Regions from separate parts of the Xenopus laevis genome. Here region 1 is linked to region 2. A link is a contact called in public Hi-C data. All regions are on one chromosome and are shown on one strand. The core of a region is the stretch at or near the end of the contact, and the rest is flanking DNA. Distances in the headings are between cores, read along the strand shown.

The links. A called contact is a pair of places that touch in the nucleus more often than the background predicts.
Region 1: a contact with region 2 is called in a Hi-C map of the XL177 cell line, with 4 times the contacts expected there. The contact joins two enhancer-like sites. A contact is called at or near these places in 2 of 4 Hi-C or Micro-C datasets (the XL177 cell line and the XTC cell line).

Annotation. Positions count from the first base shown.
Region 1 is chr2L:110,759,278-110,765,554 of Xenopus_laevis_v10.1, forward strand. No RefSeq gene overlaps it. Among protein-coding and RNA genes, the nearest start is that of LOC108708384, 73 kb to the right of the region's middle. Within about 2 kb of position 1,609, at least 1 of the 7 cell types and tissues checked has an H3K27ac peak or open chromatin away from gene starts, as enhancers often do.
Region 2 is chr2L:110,687,437-110,693,888 of Xenopus_laevis_v10.1, forward strand. No RefSeq gene overlaps it. Among protein-coding and RNA genes, the nearest start is that of msl3.L, 16 kb to the left of the region's middle. Within about 2 kb of position 3,850, at least 1 of the 7 cell types and tissues checked has an H3K27ac peak or open chromatin away from gene starts, as enhancers often do.

The sequences.
Region 1 (6,277 bases), core at 359-2,858, 70 kb after region 2:
GAAAAGCTCATCAAGCCAACTGACATCATTGTTTATGTGAGTCTTGTATTCTATTAGTGATAGGCATTTACAGTATGTACAGGGATGGGATGCCTTAAACCGGGTATCCAAAAAGCTCTGAATTATTGAAAGGCCTTCTCCCATAGAATACATTTTAATGTTTAAAAAAAAGATTTCCTTTTTCTCTGTAATAATAAAACAGCACCTTGTACTTGATGGTAACTAAACTGGCGTGAATCCATATTGGCGGCACAGCAATTTTATGGGTTTTATTTAAAGGTGAACTATCGAGAAAATGAAAATATAAGCTTCATCACACTGAAACAAGAAACTTTCTAAATACAATCAATTAAATATTCTATATAGTTTCTGAAATAATCAAGTTTGTCTTCACTTTCCATCTCTCAGCATTGTTTCTCTTCGTTCTGTCTTGATGCAGCAGTTGGGTGTCAGATAATCATTGACAGTTCATTGATAGTCCCCTTTAATGTTTAAGTGATTTTTTATCAGATTTAAGGTATTATGATAGAAATTATGGAAAGATCCCTTAACCAGAAAAACCCAGGTCCCAAGCAAATAATTGCTAAAATGCAGTTTTGAGTAATTTCCAGTGTGGCTTCCCTCACACCTCCCTTATGCAATAGTTAATATTTTTGAGTGGTTTTCATATGGCCCCATCTTTATCAGTATCTTTGCCTTTGTGTATTTTCTGTAAACGATATTGTCTCATAGTGTATTGTAGAATTGTAAATATTTCATCCCTTTGCAGAGTTTGATATGTTTTGTGTATCTTAATTAGATCACCGTGGCATGAGAATATAGAAAGTATTTGTATCTAAAAGGATATATTGTATGCAAAATAAAATGTATTACGGTAATCAAATACTAAAAAGCATATTTTGAAGCTGCAGTCACAATTAAAGTCTATTATTAGGAGCCCATACCTGAATAACACTAAGGGGCACACTTACAAAGGGTTGAAAATTGAGGGTTAATTAACCCTCGATATTCGACCATCTAAGTAAAATCCTTCGAATATAGAAGTCGAAGGATTTACCGCATTTCCTATGATCGATCGATCGAAGGAAAAATCGTTCGATCGAACGATTAAATCCTTCAAATCAAACGATTCGAAGGATTTTAATCCATCGATCAAACGATTTTCCTTCGATCAGAAAATTGTTAGGAAGCCTATGGGGACCTTCCCCTTAGGCTAACATTGGTGCTTGGTAGGTTTTAGGTGGCAAAGTACTTGGTCGAAGTTTTTTTTTAAAGAGACAGTACTTCGACTATCGAATGGTCGAATAATCGAACGATTTTTAGTTTGAATCATTCGATTCGTAGTCGAAGGTCGAAGTAGCCAATTCGATGGTCGAAGTAACCAAAAAAATCATTCGAAATTCAATGTTTTTCTTCTTCTATTCCTTCACTCGAGCTAAGTAAATGTGCCCCTAAGCTAATGGGGTCACACTGATCTACGATAAGTTCCCAGCTACCAATACTATGTACATTAATCCTTTAAGAAGACAGCAATGTGATAGTAAAGCTGTTGGTTTGCAGCAGAAAAATAAACAGTGTTGCAGAAACACCACATGAGGGAGTCGTTGACTGGTATTTGGAAAGCCGTGCAATGTTAGAGATGTATCAGATTGTGCAGCCATGCTGTGCAGCATATTGAGCTCATGTTTAATAAATCATTTAATGCTTAACTTGTTTCTTAAAAACAACAAAATGTAATGTTTATACTAAGCTGCCATTTAGAAGTACAGGGCAGTCAAAAGTATGATAGACTGGTTGCTTTGATTTTTTCAACAGAATAGCAGTACCTCTATTTTCACGTGAGTTTTCAGCTAATTTGATGTAAAATAATGTATTTCCATTTTTCAAATAATTCTTTGATTGCATCTTTAAGCCAAGACAATAACTTAGGCTGACTACACAAATCTACACAAAACTACACAAATCAATTCACAAAGCATAAAATACTTGCTCTTGTGCATACACCTTGCAACTTGCCCTGGCCCCATTTCTGCATACTTTGCTTCAATTACGCTCAAATGGGGGAATTGTAATATAGAATGCTAATTATAATGCGAATAAACGTTCACATTGCAAACATTTTTGCCTTTGTGAAAACGTAACAAACATTTTGCAAACCCTTTGCCCTCACGCAACAGTAGGATAGTGATTGCGAATTTTATAGTTTGCGATTGTGTGCAGTGTATGTAATAAAACTTCTTACTGAAAAAGTTGCTCCAAAAGTTTACACCACCTTCAGGTATGTGTTGAAAGTGTGTAATGTGCAATTAAGATTAGCAATGCAATTTCTAATTTGTGCGCAAATTTGTTCTCTTTTCGAATGGAATTACAACACCAAAGTTCAAAATGAAAGGAGAATGGATGGACAGGAGGCATGAAATTAACATCTGCCTTTAAATGATGGCTAAGGGAACCCTGAGCATGTTTCACCTACCCAAGCAACTGACTTTAAACTAGTGAATCACCTGAACGTAAAGTGACTTTATGGGGCAGAGTTATCAAAGGTCGAGGTGAATTTTCGAATGATAAAATCGAATTTCGAGCTATTTTTTGTGTACTTCAACTAGGGAATAGCCCAAATTGGATTTGAATTTGAAAAAAATTAAAAAACTTCAATATTGAAATGTATCATGTACTATCTCTTTAAAAATTAGACTTCGGCCATTCACCATCTAAAACCTGCCAAATTGCTGTTTTAGCCTATGGGGGATCTAGAACCTATTTGGAGTCAATTGGTCGAGTTTTTTGGGAAAAACTTCGAATTGAATTTGATCGTATGCGCTATTCCTTCGATTCGATTCAAATTCGCCCAAATATGGACCTATTCAATCGAAAACGGACCTATTTGACAAAAAAAACTTCAATTTCAGTTGGTCTTTTTGAATTTGAATTTCGAAGCTTTTTCAATTTTCAATTCAAACCTTGATAAATACGCCCCTATGTGAACTGGTATTTTTGTTTTCAGCAGCTCCTAAAGCTGTCCATAGACGCAACGATCCGATCGTACGAATTGTGGATTCGTACGATTTTCGGACCGTGTGTGGGGAGTCCCGACATTTTTCGTGCGGCGGAGATCGGTCGTTTGGTCGATCGGACAGGTTAGAAAATTTCTGTTGGCTGCTGATAATATCTCTACGTGTATTGCTGATTGTATGATTTTCAGTGGGAGACTGTCACTAGCTTTGTCAGACATAACTATCGTATGATTGCTGTCAGGGGCAGAACATCAGCTGATCTGTTCTTTTACTACTTTATTTGATCTGAATGTTAAGACTTTGATTTGAATGGTTAGTGACAGGTCGGGAGATGGGAAAGTCCGATCGTACAATGATTCGTACGATTGGATCTTTGCGTCTATGGCCAGCTTTAGAACCAGAAAGTTGGACAGACTCTTACTTTCAGTTTTAGTCTTTTCCATATTTAGTGCAAGAAACAACATAATTAGGGTTGCCTCTGTTTCTGGAAAAAAAAATACTTTCCTTCCTTCAAGCATCATTTTTACTGGTCAGGTGACAGCCCTTAACACTATAGATTTTAAACAATTGGCTGTGTTTATTGATGGTAAATGCTGAAATGGGTTTACTAAAGGGACTGAAGAAAAAAAAAGGGGGTGGGATGTTTGACAGAAAAGACTATATTGGAAAGAAGAACTTGAATATATACTGTATTTGGATAGGGTTAAGTAAAACAAAATAGAGAAGAAAAGGTATCTGCAGAAAAAAACATTTTTTGTGAAGCTTGAATATCATCAGTGATTTTGCTCAAAGCTGTATGTAAATTATATGCTCTCGCACAGAAGTTCATCACTTTATCTAACACTCAGTTAAGTGGCGATTTTATTGTCTATCCTATTTGCACAATGGCACGGCTCAGATAAATAATCATAATCCTTATCTGTTAACAATTATTACTTACTCATTTGCTTCTTATATCCAGTGAGAGCTCTTCTAGTCAGCTAGCTTCCCTCTCTGATCCTCTTTTTAATACATTCTTGTCATTATTTCATTCTATTAGTAACTCACTGACAACTACTCAGTCTCCCTAAGCCTGCACATAATTAGAGATTGTTTATGCAAATATTTGCTGAACTTTTTTTTACCTAGAACAATAGCACAATAGACCTTGTCTACACTTATATGGGAGAAATAGCAATGTAAAATCCAGATTTATATATATATATATATATATATATATATATATATATATATATATATATATATATATTTATATATATATAATATTAAAACAACATATTTGCTTCACCTGAGGACATCACGTAGGGAAGGATTGCTCATATCCATGATGGGTATTTCATTGTAGCTGTAGATCCCAACTGAACTTGTTCTCCTTACCATTAATCCCAAGGCTTTATACTGAAAACAAGGATTTGCTCCTTCAACCTGCCAGCATGTGTCTATAATTGTCCTTTAATATGTCTACTGAATAACTGCTTTTTTTAACTTTATAATAAAGACAGAGCAAACGTTTGACATCACATAGCTCATATGGTTCACACAAAGTGCATGATAAAACAGTATTTTACTGCATTTATTTCTGACAGATGTGATAATGATCTTTTTGAATGGAGCGAAATGGTGAAACTGGATGAGCCATCAGAGCCAAATATCTAGATTCAGTTCGCTTCATTTGTGATGGAATTCTCTGTACAGGCCAAAGACATACAGATAGACATAGACGTACCAATAGGTAATATTTACATGGTAAGACGGTAATAAATTAGAAAAGTTTACAGAAATTCAAGGCTCTCCATTTATTTAAATTGTAGTATACAAATCTTTATATAGGGTTGCGCTATAAAGACAGATTATAGGAAGGTCATCTGACATAGACAATCTCATCTCACATTTTAATCAAATAAGAAAAATTTATAAACTATTACAGTACATTGTACTTGATTGTAACTAAGATATAAGCAATCTTTATTGGCCACAGAACAATCCTATTGGGATTATACGTTTGAACGATTGAATTGTTCAGAGACCAAATGAAGGAATGACCCCTTATCCTGAAAGACTCAAGTTGAGACATTCCGAATAACAGCTCCAATGCCTGTACTTTGTTTCCATTTGGTCTAATGACACATGGGTGGCTCTTGAGCTGTCTGTAAATTGACCTAAATTGTTCCCTGATGCCAACCCATTGACATAAATAGGAAATGCTCAAAAGCACCAGTGCAAGCAGTAAGGTTGCTCAACACAATGTTTTCATGCTAAAAAGCAGTCCCAGCCAGGCATTTCCTACTCAATTCAATGGCAGACAGCAGGCAGTTAAAAATGCCTTGTGTGCCATCAGCCTATAAGCTTTAAAAGACAAGGAACATGTTTTCACTGGGGGGTTTGTGGCAGATGCCAGTTAGTTATGAACATCCTAATGAATACACTCAAGGCCTGCTAACCAACTGAAGCTTGTGTTGTTCCTGGGCTGTGCACATGAGCAGTATAGAAAAAATTCTAATTCTATTATAGACTGTTCATACATACTTGGTCCAGGACAACTGTGGTCCAGGACAAACCAAGCGTTTGCAATGAAATCACTGATGATGGTTGCATTAAATTATTGGCTGCACTATTTATCTGCTTAATGGTATTCTTTCTGTATCAGCCATGAATTATTGCCAGTTTGTAATAATCCAAGCTCTTCTTTAAAGAAACATCAAAGTAAAGTCACCAACATCGTGAAAGTACAATGTAAAGCGTGCTAATCATTAGGAGTGGTTCTGGCTGTAAAATGCAGCACCATTGACCTGCCATGAATAGCAGCTTTTTTGTGACTTGGATATTGTTTAGCTTTCCCCGTGCTGTATAACCTCAAATAATTCCACATTCCACAAGATTAAACACAGACACTCGACACCCAGAAGGCAGAGAAAGGACTATCTGTTTATTACCTTACAATATATGAGAATACTCACGTAATTATATGTGCCGTGATTAAACTTCAATATTATTCAAGTAAATAAAACTCTGAAAGGGCTCTTCTGTGTGCTACGGCGGTTCTGTTGAATACATTAAAAATAACAAAAAGCATGTTTAAGTTGGTATGTGATCAAGTGGAAACATTAGAGTTTATTCATTTGGCTTTGGTAGTACCAGTTGGGCAATACCACACATTGAGGCGCTGGGTTCAATGGCATTTTGTAGATTTATCAATTGCGTTATTTCATTTTTCTTCAAAACTATTTCGACAATTCCTAAATGAGTATTTTGTATTACTGTAT
Region 2 (6,452 bases), core at 2,600-5,099:
ATATCAAAGCATTTGTCTCATTGTAGAAATTGTCCCACCAATTTATGATGTTTTAATACCATGCTAAATCTTATTTAAAATTTAAAAAAAACGGAGGAAAGGGAATTTTTTTGTGTAGAAACACACACCAAATTTACATTGCAGTGTGACCCGTGTATGATTTAATTCCTGGATGTTGAACTAACTCTTGATGTGGCTTCTGCTAACACCAACCAACAGATACTAATACATTATGGTTCTGTACCTTTTATTGGGCACTGTGTTAGGATTGCCTAAGAGCCAAATAATGAGACTGAGACTCTTAAGAACTACTCAATCCTGGGAAAAAAAATCTTTGATAAATTTTGCCATAGAGGGCTTCCAGAATCAGCACTGAATCCAGGATTCGGTTCGGGATTCGGCCTTTTTCAGCAGGATTCTTTTGGGCGAATCCTTGTGCCTGGCCGAACAAATTGTATATGTAAATTTTGAGTTGGTGTCTTTTTGTCACAAAAGAAAGAAGTAAAAAAAAATGTTTAATTTTTTCCCCCTGTCCTGACCACAATTTGCATATGCAAATTAGGATACGATTCAGTATCTAGCCAAATCTTTTCACAAAGATTCGGGGATTCGGCAGAATCCAAATAAGGGGATTTGGTGCATCCCTACTAAACAATCCTCTGTTTCCAGGAATTTCTCCATAAAATAAATTCAAGGAATACAAATGTTTGTTTACCACAGGGGTAAAAATTTGGGCGACTCACTTGTTAAAAGCATAAAAACATCAAATAGCTGAGGCATTTTCAGGAAACCATTTGTAGGTACATACCATGGTGTTAGAAGTGTTGCAACAGATAACTCATTCATCTCAACGAAATGAAATCAAAATTGGGGTAACTACACTTGTTGCCTCTCTAGTTATCTACCCCATCAAAGACCCGTATGGATTGGGATATGCAACAAGATGAGTTAAATGATCGTAGAAGTGCCATAAAAAAATCCTAAATGATATAGCTTTAAAAAGCCACATTGCCGATCACTGACAGCTGATCTCAACTGAGATGGCAGGTGAACAGGTAACTGTTAAACATCTTGATATTGCTAAAGAAATAACCCCAATACAATTCTATAGCAAATATTAAACTTGCATTTATTATACTTGGACATTAAGGAATTTTGGATTGTGTATTGTACAATTATGGTAAATGTTTTATGTGGTTTGCTACTAGTTTGCACTGCTCATATAAAGTTCCAGATTCAGTTTAATGAGGGACTCATGGCTTATCACATTAAAACTTTGTTAAAGGCTATGGAAAATCTAAAGCAGAATTAGGAGAGACAGTTTCTCCTTGAACTCACTAAGGCCCTAAGGAATATTTTTGTCAATATGTAGTTCTGGAGCCATCCACCAGATGTCCATATGTATGTATGTGGTTAGGTTTATCACTACATTGATCCCCATTTGGAATGTAGAGGAATATTGCAGCAGTGAATATTGCTCTGTGAATATGTATCTGACATATGCTATGTAAAAGTTATGTTCTGTCTACATAGTGTTTTAGCAGATACATGTGTTCATTGAAATCACTAATGTACCATGCATTTGCTATATTTATATAATATAAAATGTAAATAGTGTATTTATTATTTATATAGTGCTGACATATTCCACAGCACTTTACAGAAATTATACATTCAGGCCTAGATTTCTGGCAAGCCTGGGCCTAGGGTGAACGAGGAGAAGGAAAGGGGATGCCAAAAGTTAGGCACCCCCAAGTGATTGTATTTACTTACCTCACACCCGGGCCAGTACTCCTATCAGTAGAAAACTGCTTTGGTCCGTGGTTCTTCCAGCAGGCACCACAGAGCGATTGGCTTCCGGCTTTTTCTTTCTTCTGAACTTTAAAGAAGAAGTCGGCTATTTCATTCTACTGCGCATGCATCTGCCCCAGGAGATTTGAAGAAGGAAGAAGAAAGAAGTAAAGCAGAAAGCAGTGTGCAAGCTGCAAATAAGAGCCACAATTAGCCTTTTTGCACTTTCTTATTGCTTTAATTTCAGGATGGTTGCTGGCTTTTTTGCTCTGTTTTGGAGCATATAGATCTGCAGCTAGTCACCTGAAGAGATCAATGACTGCATTAGGCAGTGCTCTATCCAAGAGGGGCAGGCAAGAGAGGCATGTAGAAGTCCATCTCATGCTTTGCTCCGTGTGTCAGATTTTCAATCCAGCATTAGGCGTAGAATGAACCTTTTCTATGGGCTCAAGTACTAACGGTTGCACTCTTGCACTTGCACGCCTGGAATTTGTAAATGACCCCTAATGTTTATGAAGCATGGCTAGAATATATAAGGGGCATGTATTGGTGCCTGGGTCATATTTTTCCTGTGCCTCAGGCATACAATTTACCAGGTTATTCACTTAGATTGTCATAGCCCTGTAAGTCATAGCAACAGTTAGAAAATAGCTTTTAGTGGTCCAGAGATTTAATAGCAGTAAAAGCAAACTAATGGTTACTATGACTTACAGAACTAGGAGAACCTTTAGTGTGCCTGCATAAGCATTACACAGGCAAGGGATGCAGTGCGTTATGCATATTTTTTTAATGAAAACATTGGGGGGTTTTTTTTATCCCACTTTCATATTTTTTGCCCAGCATTCCAAATCAGTGTACTAGGTATGTATCCAAGACAATTTCGGCACCAGAGAGTGAGCAGTGAGTGTTCAGTGCATGATTATAAGTTATTGCTGGGGGCAAGGGAATGTTCTTCTCTGATGAGTGTTGCCTTAATCTGGGGCTCATAAGGAACTTGCCTGTTAATAAAACCTGGCACTTTGTGATGATTAAGGTACTGTTTTCTAAAATAAACATTCGAATGAGTATGTCATTTATTAAGCCGAACATGAAAAATATTCACTGTGCTCGTAAATTACTTAAAAACAAGCTGGCCCCCCCAGTAAACTAAGACTTACTGTGCCTAAAAATTCTATCAACAACACTTTATAACTAGTAGCTCTGTATACAGACAATATTAATTCTATTAATACTCTTCCAGGTTTCCCTTTTTGACTAAAATCCCTTTGCAGCTGTTGTACATATCGCCACTAGATGGTAGTAATTCATATTAATGCCTTGTAACACACAGCTGAAATGGACACAAAACAGAACATCTACACACATATTATTTGACAGATGAGTTTTGCAACCTTCCAAGTTCTAAGAGATAGAATGCCTTTAAAAGTGAAAGATCATACTGTATTTTTATACATTCATTTGTAATCATTTGTCTGTATAAAATATAGTGCAACATTATGCAATCAAAGCAGCTTAATGTAGAGTCTAGAGTGTATAGGCGCCATGTACTGTAATAAATGCACATTTCTGTGTTTGTATGTAGACCTATAACTATACAGCTCTTGCATCACTAGGCATTGAACATACTTAGAAATGTAGTTGCATTTTTTAAAGGGATATCTTCCTAAATATTATATAATTATAATAAGCACCAATGTCAACTAATATATAATTTTCTGCTGTCACAGGATAACAAATCTCAGTGGGAATAAAATATAGTTGCTATTAAAAAAACAGAAAAAACTCTTAAGCTCTATTATTTTTATATAAGCACATGGCACACACGTTTATTTCACCCACTTATTGTAATACTGTATGCAGAAGCTTAAAAATGGTTCAGTTAGGGAAAACACCCAGAGCATATTGAGTGAGACAGCTGGTTCCACTCTCACGTGAAAGGGAATAGCGAAGTATGACAACAATACAAATATGTGTTCCATGCAGGTAAATGGGGGAAGGCTAGAGCCCAGCTGATCGCTGAAGGGAAGCTGGGAGGAGTGACGGTGGGTGTGCAGTGTAAGAAGACAGAATCTCAGCTTTTTTTTTGTCCTTCCCTCCCCTTTTTCTGTTCTGTGCAACCAGCACTACTGAAGGGTTGTTGCAAGTGAAGCTTTAAAAAAAAAAAAATGAATAAGATATTGTAAGACATTTGTGGCAGTAAAAGTGGGATAAAGAAATCTGCATCTAAGTGCTCTTGCTGTTTTCCAACTGTGCAGCCGTTTTAAGTAAACTGATTTGGGTCTTTTGGCAAGCATGAGAGTGCAGAGAGTACACAGTGTGTTAGCCTGTTCGGGAGTCTGCTGACATAGCTATGATCTGACTATAAGATTAAACATCTGTGAGAATCTCAGAGACAACATATCCCAAGAGTGGAGTGCGACTCACAATATTGCCGGGTGAAGAAAGCACAAGAAAAAGCAACAAAGAACTGAGGGGAAAAAAGCAACATCATGTCAGGACAAAACTTGTTGAACAGTGTGTTCTCCTGCTCATCGCCAACAGCATCCAAAACTCTGTCCAAAAACCGACTTCGCCAGACTCGAAGCCTAGACCCTGCAATCATTCGTGACTATGGCAATGACAGAGATGAGCATTCACATCTACAATATGAAGGTTCTAGCACTATTATCTCGCTGCAGGACAGCAGGTGCAGAGAGTCGGATTGCTACCCCATCTCAGGACATGTACCTGCATCTTCAACTGACTATTTCACTTTTGGCAAATCGATGCACCACAAGCAAAGGCTGGTGCCTCTTGGCTCTTTTTCTACCCCTACAACTCCTTTGGAAAAATCATCATCCACCAGTTTTCACTTTGACTACGACGTTAGGGGAATCAAGAGGAACACTGCCTGGGACCTGCCTTTCCTGGCTCGTAGCCCTCTGGCACTCACCCCCAGCAGCAGCACCAACAGTATCTTCTCCCCGAGAAAGTGGCTTCAGCAAAAAAAAGTGCAGCCCCAGATAAGTCAGTCATACATTGTATGGAAAAATGAGGTAAGAACTTTGCTGTCTGCACAGCTCAGTGACATCTATACACAAACCTACTTTTTTTGGACTTCTGATTATATTTGTTGTCAGTTGTGTTTTCTTTTTGTTTTGTTGTATGATATTATTTGATATATACTTTCCCATCACTGAATATTTTATGTTCCCTTTAAATCTTGTGGTTTGATCAGATAACAAAGCATGGTCATGGAGAGCAGTGCAAATTGCTTAAGTACCCTGACAATTTTATTTGACTGCAAATTTATTTTGTATAGTATTTGACTTTGAAGGAAAGTCAGAGCAGATGCATGGGCATGGAGAAATTCAAGAGAAAATCATCAAATGCACATATATGCATGAAGTGATTATACATGATGGAATGCTCTTTAATGTTTTTGCAACTTTTGTTGCAGTTGTTTTGCCCGGGACCATGTCAAATGTATGTCAGATACTGTATATACTGTTGTCCCCCAAAGTGCTTTAAATTAGGCAAGGCCAAGCAAATGTGGCTCAGAGCCAAATACAAAAATAATTTCTTTTAATTCCAGTTTATTCTTGAATTTAAAGATTTTTTATCTTATTCATAATGTCAGGTAATGTGTTATAATTATAACCACAGGTGACATTGCGACCTTAGGACTTTTAACACTACGTTCTGTCTAGTGATTTCTGCTGCGAACACCACTAAACAGCTGGCAGGAGCTACTGTTAAGGGCATGCATGGCATTGTGGCACTATTATAACATTAGCATATTGCAGCACTAGGGTTCAAGTTAAGTATTAGACCATGCCACCCTTCTACTTGAAATCTGCTGGGCTCATTCACTAACCCTGAGCAAATCTGCACCTGGCAGTAGCATATAGCAACCAGTCTTTTGCTCAGGCAGCTACAGGTAGAATAACGAAAGCTGAACTTTGATAATAATAAGTTGATTGGCTCCTGGTTAAACTGAATTTACTGTGCTTAAGTGATTGTGCGATTGCTACATTTGTTGGGCTGATCATACAACCTTCTATACGTTCTACTTCCTTCATCTATACAGTGCTGTATTGGCATGCTTTGTTTTGAGTTACTTGAAAATCTCCCATAGCTGGCAATATAAATAGATATAGGTACATATTTCATTTATTAAAGTGCGCTTTACGTTTAGCACTTTCTTTGAAACAACTACACTGTCTGTCACTTTGTCTTGTTCTTTGTTTCCATAAGCAAAAAGATAGGGGACTGATAAAAAGATAGGGGACTGATAATGCTACTAAGATACACTTATTAAAAATAATGATACTGTATAATAGTGCGGTGGAAATAAAACTGATGAAATTGAATGAACGAAACACTTTACTGAAAAAAAGTCATTCTGTTGTTGTTCTTACTGTGATGTCTGAAAAGTTTCATTGGTTCAAAATTCTTTCGTACCATGTTTTGAACTTCAAAATATCCGATTTATTAACATGTGGTGCATTTGTATGCAGTTGAACCTCAATTTTATGTTCTTCAGAAGGCTGTGAAAAACCATTGTAAATTTTGCAAGAATGGAAAAACATGGATTGTCTTTGTCGGACTGCATAACAACGCCAGTAATTTCAGGACAAAACAAAAATAAAGTAACCTGTACATAGATGGCATATCTAATA